3 separate regions of the Zea mays genome follow, and regions 2 and 3 are each linked to region 1. Evidence: chromatin contacts called from public Hi-C data. All regions are on one chromosome and are shown on one strand. Each heading gives the region's core, a stretch centred on a gene start, on an enhancer-like site or on the middle of the called end of the contact. The rest is flanking DNA. Distances are from core to core; before and after follow the strand shown.

What was found. Hi-C and Micro-C count contacts between places; a contact is called where the count stands out from the background.
Region 2: a Hi-C map of tassel shows a contact between it and region 1, with 4 times the contacts expected there. The contact joins the enhancer-like site here to the promoter of LOC100282091 in region 1. A contact is called at or near these places in 6 of 25 Hi-C or Micro-C datasets (ear, endosperm, leaf and 2 more) and 1 of 3 datasets of contacts at active chromatin or transcription factors (leaf).
Region 3: a contact with region 1 is called in a Hi-C map of ear, with 4 times the contacts expected there. The contact joins the enhancer-like site here to the promoter of LOC100282091 in region 1. A contact is called at or near these places in 2 of 25 Hi-C or Micro-C datasets (ear and endosperm).

The regions. Positions count from the first base shown.
Region 1 is chr2:63,265,436-63,269,376 of Zm-B73-REFERENCE-NAM-5.0, forward strand. LOC100282091 reads left to right here and starts at 1,473. Exons shown (of 2, transcript NM_001371822.1): 1 at 1,473-2,031; 2 at 2,192-3,240. The coding sequence starts at 1,552. The coding sequence ends at 2,704.
Region 2 is chr2:63,087,066-63,090,657 of Zm-B73-REFERENCE-NAM-5.0, forward strand. No RefSeq gene overlaps it. Among protein-coding and RNA genes, the nearest start is that of LOC118476237, 53 kb to the left of the region's middle. Within about 2 kb of position 2,111, at least 19 of the 20 cell types and tissues checked have an H3K27ac peak or open chromatin away from gene starts, as enhancers often do. A contact at or near this core is called in ear, endosperm, leaf and 1 more, where this site is marked.
Region 3 is chr2:63,017,803-63,021,333 of Zm-B73-REFERENCE-NAM-5.0, forward strand. No RefSeq gene overlaps it. Among protein-coding and RNA genes, the nearest start is that of LOC118476237, 16 kb to the right of the region's middle. Within about 2 kb of position 2,134, at least 16 of the 20 cell types and tissues checked have an H3K27ac peak or open chromatin away from gene starts, as enhancers often do. A contact at or near this core is called in ear, where this site is marked.

The sequences.
Region 1 (3,941 bases), core at 223-2,722:
TATCAGAGGGACAGGAGGCGACTACTGTGCTGCTTGCCTGCTTGTACCACTGGCATAACCGGTCAACCGCTAAGCCTGACGCCTGATAATTAAAGTCTTTCCAAGCTTGCCAGCCCAGCGGAGGTCGTTGATCGTACTTAACGTACCCAATGATCCGGGCCGGCATGCATCTGGAATCGAATCATTTGAAGAAAAAAAAAACCCCATATGCAACGTGCGGAGAAAATCACTTTGCATGGTTCGTGGTTCCTGACTTCCCGCGCGCCTTTCTCGCTGGGTGGCGTTGAAACCGCAGCCGCACGTCGTCCAGGCAGGGACTGCGACTGTTTGGGCCGCGTCGCATCGCATCGCCATGGTTCGTCGTTCGAGGGTGAAGTTTCACTGCGACTGCGAGATCGGATCTTTCTCGCGTGCGGTAAGCCCGTCTCCGACGGGGGAAGACTTTGACCGGCTGCCCCGCCGCAGCCGGAGATGCACATCGCTGCTTTTACTAGTGGCACGGACACGGACACGGACACGGATGCGCTAGTTTTAGCTTTCCCATCCGATCCAGAACAAAGCAGAGAAAAAAAGCCAGGACGACATGCACTAGCTAGCTAGACGACTTGAATCGGCCATGAAACATGGAAGTGGGGTGTGGCCCATCCATCAACATTTGTTGATCCATCCATCCAGCCCGGTCCACGTCCACCGCCGAACATCATATCGCACTCATCAGATTTCTCGACGTATTCTTAATTCTTATGTATGTAATTTATTTTGATCGGATTTCTCAACGTTTAATACAAAAGAGAGAGAGAGAGATAAATAAAAAGATAGAGAGAGAAAAAACAGGAGGAGGACAAAGAACGCGAGAAAATAAAATCTGATAGGGAAAAAAGATTAAAAAAATCAATAAATGGAAAAGCGAGAAAATTGAACGGATGTCAGCCCATGAATGTGACCAAGAGAAAGGTGAGAGAAATGGAGAAAAAAGGAAAATACCAAAGAACGGTAGATACGGAGAGATAAAAACAACCATTTACTACAGATCACATACACGCACGTGAAAGCGAAAGCAAAATGAATAACACATACTACAGTCCATCGAGTATGTACTACCTACCCATCATATTGGCAGCAGCAGCAGCAGACCACGGGGTAAAAAAAATCTGATCACTCCGTTGGTTCGCTGAAATAAACCGAGTGAATGTCCGCCCGTCTGGAATGGGGATTAGCTAGCAGCTTGCTATTGCTAGGCGAACCGCGAACGGCGTCCGCCCCACCCGGCCCGGCCAGGGCGGGTGGAAAGCGATCCGATTTTGTCCCGGCCTCGATCGCATCCGCGCGCCGTGCCCCCCCTACTACGTGTTTTTGTTGGCACCGGCTCACAGTCTTCGCTCTTCCGCCCCACCCGAGCCGGAGTCATGGCATGCCTTCCCTAACCGTGACAGTATATATATAACCACATCGGTTGCAAACCATCCATTCTCACTCCTCCCACTGGCGGTCGGTTCCCACGCCCGCCCAACGCCTTCGCGGTCGTCCTTGAGTTGCGCCTTGCGCCTTGCCATGGCCGTGCAGGGGCGGCACCTGTCGCACGACCTAGCAGCCCAGGCGGCGGGCGGCTACCTGTTCCTGGACGAGTACGCCGGGTGCGCGCCAGCCGCGGCCCCGGCCCCGGCCCGGATCGGGGACGCCACGACGGCGCTCAGCGACTTCCCGCGCGTCGAGGTTGCCTGGTGCAACTACGACGGCTTCCTGCCGAGGAAGCGGCCGCGCCTGGAGACGGCGGCGCCAGCAGCGGGCGGTGGTCTCTCAGAAGACCAGCGCGCGGGTTTGCCTCCGGCGGGCACGGAGCGCCTGCTGCCACTGCCTGTGGCTGTGGCACCGTTCGTCAACGCGCGGAGCCGCCGGGCGGTGGCGGCCTCCGGCACGGCGTCCACCAGTGGGAGGGTGGCAAGTGGCGCGACCGTGGCGGCCTCGCGGGGACTGCTGTCGTCGTGGACGCACCGCCACGGCGTGGAGATCGACGCGCTCGTTAGACTTGAGGTACGGGCGGCCATTGTTCGGTCGTGATCTTCATCTATCATCTGTCAATTGATGGTTAATAACTGGGAATCGACCGACTTCTTCCTTCTTCGTCATATGGGGACAACAACGCATGGTCCGACGGTGTCTGATCTGTGAGACATTATCTTGTGGTGCACAGGCAGAGAGGATGCGCGCGGCGCTGGAGGAGGCGCGGCGGCGGCACGCCCGCGCGCTGCTGGCCGCCGTGGGGCGCGCCGCGTCGGGGCGGCTGCGCGCGTCGGAGACGGACCTCGAGCGCGCGCTCCGGCGCGGCGCGGAGCTGGAGGAGAAGGCCCGGCAGGCGGGCGCCGAGTGCCAGGCGTGGATGGCCGTCGCCAGGAGGCACGAGGCCGCCGCCGCTGGCCTCCGCGCCACGCTGGACCAGCTCCTGCAGTCACCCTATGGCGCCGGCGGCGGCCGCGAGGAAGGCGGTGAGGCCGAGGACGCCGAGTCGTGTTGCTTCGAGGACGGCGGCGCGTCGTGCGCGTCCAGGTCCAAGCTGGCGTGCAGGTCGTGCGGCGCCGGCGAGGCGTCCGTGCTGCTGCTCCCGTGCCGGCACCTGTGCCTGTGCCGCGCGTGCGAGGCCGGCGTGGACGCCTGCCCCGTCTGCGCGGCCGCCAAGAACGGCTCGCTCCACGTCCTCGTCTCCTGATGGACTGAACATGTTCGTCGCCGACTGGTTACGCTACGTCACACGAGGCCATGGCAGGAGACGAGGCTTCCTGCGGACGCGATGCGCCGGTTACGGTTGATGCGCGGTTCATGCGCGAACGCAATGTGGCACAGCACAGAACGTCCTGGCAAATCGTGCGATGGCCATTCTGTTAATAATAACCGGAGATATGGCCGCAGAAGTGGATCGGGGACGATGTCCAACGAAGGGTGAAAAAAAAAGTTCTCTTCACGTGCACCAACAACAAGTCACAAACTCACCAGTGTCCACTGCCTTCTCTTCAAAGCACCGCGTTGGATGCTGGATGGAGATCGTTCTCCTGGTGGAGATTGCCAAGGGTTTAGTCAGTCCTTGAGGCGTTGTCTGGTTCTGATTCTGAAGATATCATTTTTTTCTTCTTCTAAACACACAGTTTTACCAAATATTTTTTTTCTTATAAGAAAAGCCGCCGCAGAGAGAGAGAGAGAAAAAAACTGTTCAATAAGATAAGCCACTGCTGCTCTGTTTTGGTTGAAGATGGAGAGATCGAGGCCTTATAAATCCAAGCAGTGGTTTACATGTCCACTTGCTCTGCGTCTACGCACGCGCCAACAGTGGTTAGACGAGACATCATCCAGCAGCAGGTGGACAGTAATTTGAAAATGATCGGGCAGCACAAGCACGACAACGACCCGCGCTAAATCCATTGCATCCGTGCCGTGATGCTGTCCATCGAAGGCTGGCATGCGCATGTGTTTGTAGCGTGCGCTGCCTGTAATCTGCCGTGAAACATGCCGGGCACACTGGCGGTCTGTACTCGCCGTCGCTGTCTGCGGGGGTGCCGTCCTCGTCCTCGTGAGATCACTTTCACTGCAGGCAGACGAGACGATGCATCTCGCCCCCGCAACCTAAGGCCTTATTCGTTTGGGCCGGGAATGGTCTGGATTGGGAAAGAAACCATATGGATCAAACCCACTTGGTTGAAATCCCGGCCCACACAATAATCGTGTTCGTTTAACCCCGCCCGGGCCTCAATCCCGGCCCATCCCGGCAGTTCCCACCTCATCCCGGCCTGGGAAAAAACCTCGTCTCGACGGCGTGGAAAGAAGCCACGTGAAGACCGCTTCTACAGCACAGAGGCGGCGGCGGCTAGGGCACAGAGGAGGCGGCGGCACGAGCTCCGTCTGCACGAGATCTGGCGGCGACATCTACACCGGCTCACCGGCGTCCACGAGGG
Region 2 (3,592 bases), core at 861-3,360, 180 kb before region 1:
GTTGCTATTCTAGCAAAGGGAAGGTGTTTTTGCGGACCTTCGGCTTAAAGCCTTCGTCCATGTCGCAATCTGAATTTATCGATTTAACAAATTAACATTGCGAGGGGCTACTGTTGGGGGCCTTCGGCTCCGAAGGTCCTCAAAAACAGGATTTAACAGCGTTTCTGGAGTATAATGTGTGAACAGGTATCTTTGGACCCGAATCGGTACCACAGTGGGAGAAGCTCAAAGAATACGAAGGTTGATACAGCGTCGAAGGAGTGAGCAGGAAAGCTTCGGCGTGACTGCAGAAAAGGAAACCGACTTAAAGATGAAAAGGCTATTTAAACCTCGGTGGATTACTATAGAACTACTACCAAATGTAAAGGGCATGGATGTAATTTTATATGGGTTGTGTTCCATGCCTATAAATAGGTGAACAGTACCCCCGTACTGTTCACGCTGACTTGGCATTTGCTTTTTGTGTCACGCTTGTACTTTTACTTCCTTCCAAACTGAAGGTACATCTGTAACTTGATGTCGTTTTTATTCTTTAATAATAATAATACAGAAATGAATTGATAACAACATATAATTGTCTACATTTCACTTCATATTCCATATTTCATATGCTTCTTCTTTTATTTAACATATACTGCGATGATGAAGGTATGTCTTTCATGGCCTTCGTCTGAAGATCATTATATCCTAAGGGAAATAATGCTTCGAATGACGAAGGGTATTAACATTTAACATCTTGTGTTGCCTTGTTCTTAATTCATAGTATTTGAGAACAAGTCCCCAACATTTGGTTTTGTCCCGTTAACACATGTGAAGATTGATTAAAAAAAGAGTATATATAGGTACATGTGTTCTTTTTTTATGTGATAGTTTCTTCTATGTAAATATTGCATTTTTTAGGACCAAAAAAGATCTTTAGTTAAATGCATGGAGGCCTTATTCGAGTGAAACAATCTTAAATTTATATCATTTTTATTTGGGTATGTAGTTAAATCTTCTATAAAAAAAGACAGTGTACGATTAATTTATATGGCACTTATTGCATCTCATAGCATTTAATATTCTGTTACATATATTTGTTTAAAATCTAGATTGTTTGACTCCGTTACATGCGACAGACAAGATCCATTATTCATGCATGCATGTGCCATTATTAGAAGTGAGGAGGAGAGCTCTGCAGACCGAGCAACTACATAGAGATATCCGCTCAGAGAGGCTCCAAAAATAATCGTTGCGTTTTGAAATCGTTGTCACCAGACAAAGATCCATTCAGAGTCCTAACATAATTGTGTTTCTAAAATATAGATGAAAACGTAATATATTATTGAGAAGTCACACATGTGTACCTCTCGATCAATAGAGGTGTAAAACCATTGTATTTTGAAAGGAGAGAAAGTAGAGACAGAGAGCGAGAGAGAAAAACAGGTAGAGTAAGATGATTCTGTTTCTAAGAATAATTGTGCTTACATTTTATTTTTTTGATTTTAGAACAGATGTTAAGCTATGTAAGTATACGAACGGAGCGGTGCATAAGTGTATACTATGCGGTTGAATCGATGACCTGAGAGAAGGCTGAGACCGACCGTACCGGGCCCTTTCTGACTGTTCCCTCCCCGATGCAGTCAGTCCTGTCCTGCATGCTGCGCGGCGGTTGCACGCAAAAGTGAAAGGCATCCACGCCTATAGTAGTCGCGCGCAGTCCAGCCAGCATTACTGCCTGCCTCCACCAAACGAGATATGCATATGCAGATATGCTGCTGCGATCGATCTGCCAATGCATGCAGAAGCCAACAAGAGGTGGGGTGGGGGTTTCATCAGTCATTCGTTCAGTCGTCAGTCGTCACCCATCCATCCATCCATCAGCTGCATGTATGCATGGGGAAGGGCTGGCACTGGCAGCTCGCTTCACATCGATCGATGGCATCGGTAAAGCTATCGCAGGCTTTGCAGGGTGCTGGTGTTCACAGGAGTACTCCAGTCTGCAAGCCAAAAAGCCACCAATTAATGCACATGCACCGTCGTCGATCAACATGTGGCGGTGCATCCGTGCATGCCATGGACAGGACGCACGCGCACTGCGCCTGCGCGGCATGGCCTGCGCCCTGCGACGATGATCAAATCCAGAGCATTGGTGGGTGGGTTGGGTGTACGCACGGCAGGGTCTCAGAGTGGTCCGTACTCCGTAGAGCTCACTGATGTGCTTTTCGAGGCCGGGCTGACCAGCACGCATGACGCATGTACGCCATTGTGTGCTGTGTAGTAAACCCTCAGCTCCAATCCTAGCTAACTACAGCCGCGCGAGCTCCGAGCTACACTATACGGAGTACTACCGGAGAGATCGCGATCGCTCTGACCGGGCCCCGGCCTGCAAATGTACGGGCACGTGGCATGCATGCATGGATTGTCGCGTAGATCGAGCAGCAGCGATCAATTGTTGATCCGGCAGCGGGTGTCAATTATTGTCACCGCCGGCGTACTCCTTCAATCAATTCGATTCGCAGCTATTACTACTACTCCTACGTGTGTATGGGTGGGGGCGGCTTTGTCAAAAACATCTCGCGCGTGATCGCAGCAGACCACGCACCCCGGACCCCGCCCCAGTACTGGCAGATGCGTCCGTGCATGGAGGGAGGGCCAGGGCAGGTTCGGACCGCACACCGACGACGGAGAGCTAGGCTAGCGGCCTGTGTCGTTGTAGCTAGCTCCCCGTGCTGCCGCATGCGGGCGCGCGTCGCCCCGTTCGTGGGGCAGGTGCGGCGGGCTCCACTGCTCCACCACACCAGCCGCAGCTGGCTGGCCGGCCCTCCCGACACTACACACCAGCGGCGACTGCCCAGGCACGCGCGGCGGGGTCCAACGGGCGGGCGGGCGGGCCGGCCGGTGCGCGCCTTCATGTTGGCGAGGACAAGCTGCGACAAGCGTACGTACGTACGTACGTAAGCGCAGGTGCAGTCGTGCAGAGATGTACGTACGTACGTGCAGTAGCCCTGCCCTGGCTGAAGGCGCGCGCGCGCCATGGACCATGGTGACTGACAACTGAACGCAGCGGCAGGCAGCACCCCTGTGCCGGCCGGGTTGGCGTTTTCTGCGTGGACGTGCTCGCGCAGACCGGTGGCCAGGGCTGTGTGGGTGTGGCCGTGCCGGTAGCCATGCACGGACTGCGCGCGCTATATTCATCAACGTGCTGCTGCGTACGCGCACGGCCTGCTGGTCGCGTGTGGTAATAATTCGGGTGCTGGAATTTGATCGTGACTCTGATGCAAATAAAAGACGCCTTCTGATCCGTCGTCACGTCAGATGGGTGATGATGCTCTGCTCAGCTGTAGTAACGTGGGGGTGGGAGACAAGAGGACACTGTGCTTACCACCGCTGTTTACTTTGCTCGTTCCAACTTCCACTGTCCAAAGTATACAAGGAAATAAATCACCTCTTGACTCTTGTTATTTACTATATATATATATATATATATATATATATATATATATATATATATATATATATATATATATATATATATATATATATATATATATATATATATATATATATATATATATATATATATATATATATCATTCTCTCCCCATTGATA
Region 3 (3,531 bases), core at 884-3,383, 250 kb before region 1:
AGATATTGGACGCAAAAAACTATTTGATGAGGTACAACAATTTTGTAATGACAAATCTATTTGGTGCCAAATATAGATGAGAAATACAAGTCATAGGTAGATAGAGACATGGAGTGTTCACTGTTAGTAATCTTCATCATTATCGGAGTGAGATTGTTTATGTCGTGGTTGATAAAATTTATGTAGAGATGAATCATCGGTTTGTTGAAGCAAGCACATAGTTATTAGTTTGCTTCTTATGTCTTTATAAATTCTCTAAGTTTGACATGAACTAGCTTTCTAGAGTGGCTGTAATTTATAGTGACGATTTATCAGATGGTGATCATGCAGTAACAAACGATCGACTAGAGGCATAGATTTTTTCATGTGAGAAGACATTTTGCCTTTCCTAGTTGTATGGATGTTGGGAGTTTAGCAACAAAAAGCACATTGTTTTCCATTGAGTTTACAAACTTGTTGAGTTGGCATTGTTACCGGTAGTTTCCTACAACATCGTTTGGAAGAGTCTTCTATCTACAATAAAAATAATTAAAAAAGAAAACTACGCAACGTGATTTCAAATGAATGGTGAGCGTGTACTATCGAAATCACTTAGTGATACTACCGTAGTATGACAGTTTTAGAGCATAAAGACTCCAAAGATAAATCTACCTAATGTCAGACATGATTAGTATATTTGTGAGTGATTCATTAGGTATTTTGTAAGATCATTTTTATATTATTTAATCTTTTTCAACTCATCTAGGCTACAAAACAGATGACAGCAGAGAGGGCTTGATTGCTCGTGCAAGGAATGGGATCACGATGCTTTGGTATCTCCAAATGTACGAATCCGTATGATATAGTGAGAAAGGACCCGGAAAGGTATAACCATGTGAGCGGTTGCCCTTTGGATATGTTTTGATTAAACACGCCAGGTAAGCCACTAACTGAGAATACCACGTGTATGATACACGCACATAACTGCATCTGACGTCAACTAGCTAGTACCGCAGCGTAGAAATGCAGGCAGTGCCAGGCTGCATATGTTTCCGTGTCAGTTGAAACCACCTTGCTACTCGTACTGTATTGCTCGGCGATCCGTCACTCTCAAATCTCATCATAATTCGCCCATCCCTTGGAAAATTTCTTCGTGCTGGTGTCAGTGTAGCACATGCATGATGATCTTTTATACTCTAATAATATCTACCCGATGAGCAGAGCCTTGCAAGTGCCGGTCAAGGTCACACCAATCTGCACGTAGTACAAACTACTTACAAAACAAGAGGAGGACCAGCACAATGATAGTACCGGACAGGATGTGCAGACCATCGATTTGTGGCACACATGGCTGTGTTCTTTCGCTCATTTGGACCATTGCATTGCAATGCAAATTGCATTGCATGCATTTATTCGTGTGTGATAGCGAATTGAGAGGGGCAACTCTGTAGTCTGTCTCCAGTAAAGTCTCTTAAATTTCGTCCCCTAAAAAAATATTCTCTGTCCTTTACAGCACACTCTAAAAGATTTTATCCTCTATATCATCTCAGTCTCTAACAAGGTTCCCTAAATTTAGTCCTCTATAGCTACAGTATTAACAGAATACACAACTACCTTACTTATTCAACGTTAAACAGTCATATTCAAATTCAATCACGACACCTTGACGGTCTAAGCTACAAATCTGAACCTTGTTTGCCAAATGACCAATTAATCATAACATTACTCGTATGATTCATCTCGATTCATCCAACAAACCAACGATAAAATGTAATGGCAAAAATCAGTCTGTTTCCACAACAAAAAACATAAATCGAAGGACCCAAAAAAATCACCGCTGGGAAGGATGCATCGGTTGCTTATGGCCGGAGGGTGCTGGGAGGGCGCCATTGACAGCCGCGGCTACACATCTTGCCCGGTCGAGGTGGCTGTGGAGAGATTCGGCTTGACATTGAGCTCTGGTGCATCGGCAAGCGGGAGGCGCTCATAGAACGCGATGACGAAGGCCGTGGCGAGCCTGGTGGCAACAAGGGGCCCCAGGATGCTCCACCGAGGACCTGGCCCTGGCCGGCGGAGACCAGCACGGCGAGGCTGGATGCCTCGGGCTGGACTAGGGCGGTAGCACGGTGCCCGCCACAGAGAGAAAGCAGACATTTCAAGGCGCGAGAGAGAACCGGTTGGCGTTTAGCGGACACTCAGCAAGCTCCACATTTGGCGTCTCCTGGACGAGCGCTAAAAGTTAGCGTGCAGTTTACCGGATATTGTTGGAGGTAAAAAGGAGGCCGACGTTCGCTACATTTAGGCCCCGTTTGGTTTGGGGTGACTAAAGTTTAGTTAGTAAAGTTTAGTTACTTTTAGTCTCTAAAGAAGCAAACATGGTGACTAAAGTGGGGTAACTAAATTTTCGTTCTTTATTCACTAAGGGGTGACTAAAAGAGACTAAAGTAGTATTTTTACCTTATTTATCATCTTCACTTTATTCTTATAACAAACATTTATTAATTAATAGGGATAAAATAGTCATTATTCACAGTAATTAATGCTCTTTAGTCCGGTTTAATCACTGAAACCAAACGAGGTACTTTAGCGTCTAAACTTTAGTCACTAAAATTTAGTCTAGTGACTAAAGGAACCAAACAGGACCTTAAGGTATCGGATCCTTTACCAGACCTTGCGGACACAGCCTTACCGTATATACGGGGCATTGCCCAGCAGGCCAGCACTGTACTACAACGCAGGAGAAGGGCCTGGCTGGCGCTGGGGAACACTGCTGTCTGTTTTGTCCGCTGCGAAGGAAGGTGGCAGCAAGAGTGTTGAATAGATTCTGGATCATCAAACAGGAGCAATAAGTACTGATAAAGAAAGAGATCTTAGATCTGGGAAAATTGAAGGGCCTGCTAGCTGCTTGAACTTGAAGGGACCATGTGATCGCCGTCCCTTGATGTGCGAGCAAGCTTTCCGACAAGCTAGGGACGCCAAATATAGATATTTAAAATCTGGATTTTGTATTATCTAGATTATGCATGATCTCTATCTAGCTTGTTTGGATTGTAGATATTTGAGCTGCACATTGAACATATATTTCTTTATTGTCCTTACCTTCTCTGCCTACTGGTACCATTTTCAAGGTTATCTTTGTCTTTTTAACATCTGTTGGTTGTAGAATCTCCTTTTATCTTACCTAACCGTGGATACAAGATTTTGGACCGAATAATGTATTGTAGCATCTAAAATCTAGCCCGTTTGAATCTCTATGAGATATTTTGCGTGGGATTTTTCAGAATCCTATCGGATCCAAACGGAGCCATAATACCCCGAGGACGGCGACGGGACGGGCTACCAAGAAATCAACCCAGCGGTCCGACTGACCCGTACACGGCGCTCTGGGACACGTGCTCATAATTTCTTTCCATCTTTATTAAGATCATTTAATTATACGTTACTGACAATGAGTCACCGACATGTCATTTTATATGTCACTCGATCGTAAGAATCGTTACCGGAATCCGGCTCTTAGCTGGGCGCTTTGCCGAATGTATTTTATCGGACACT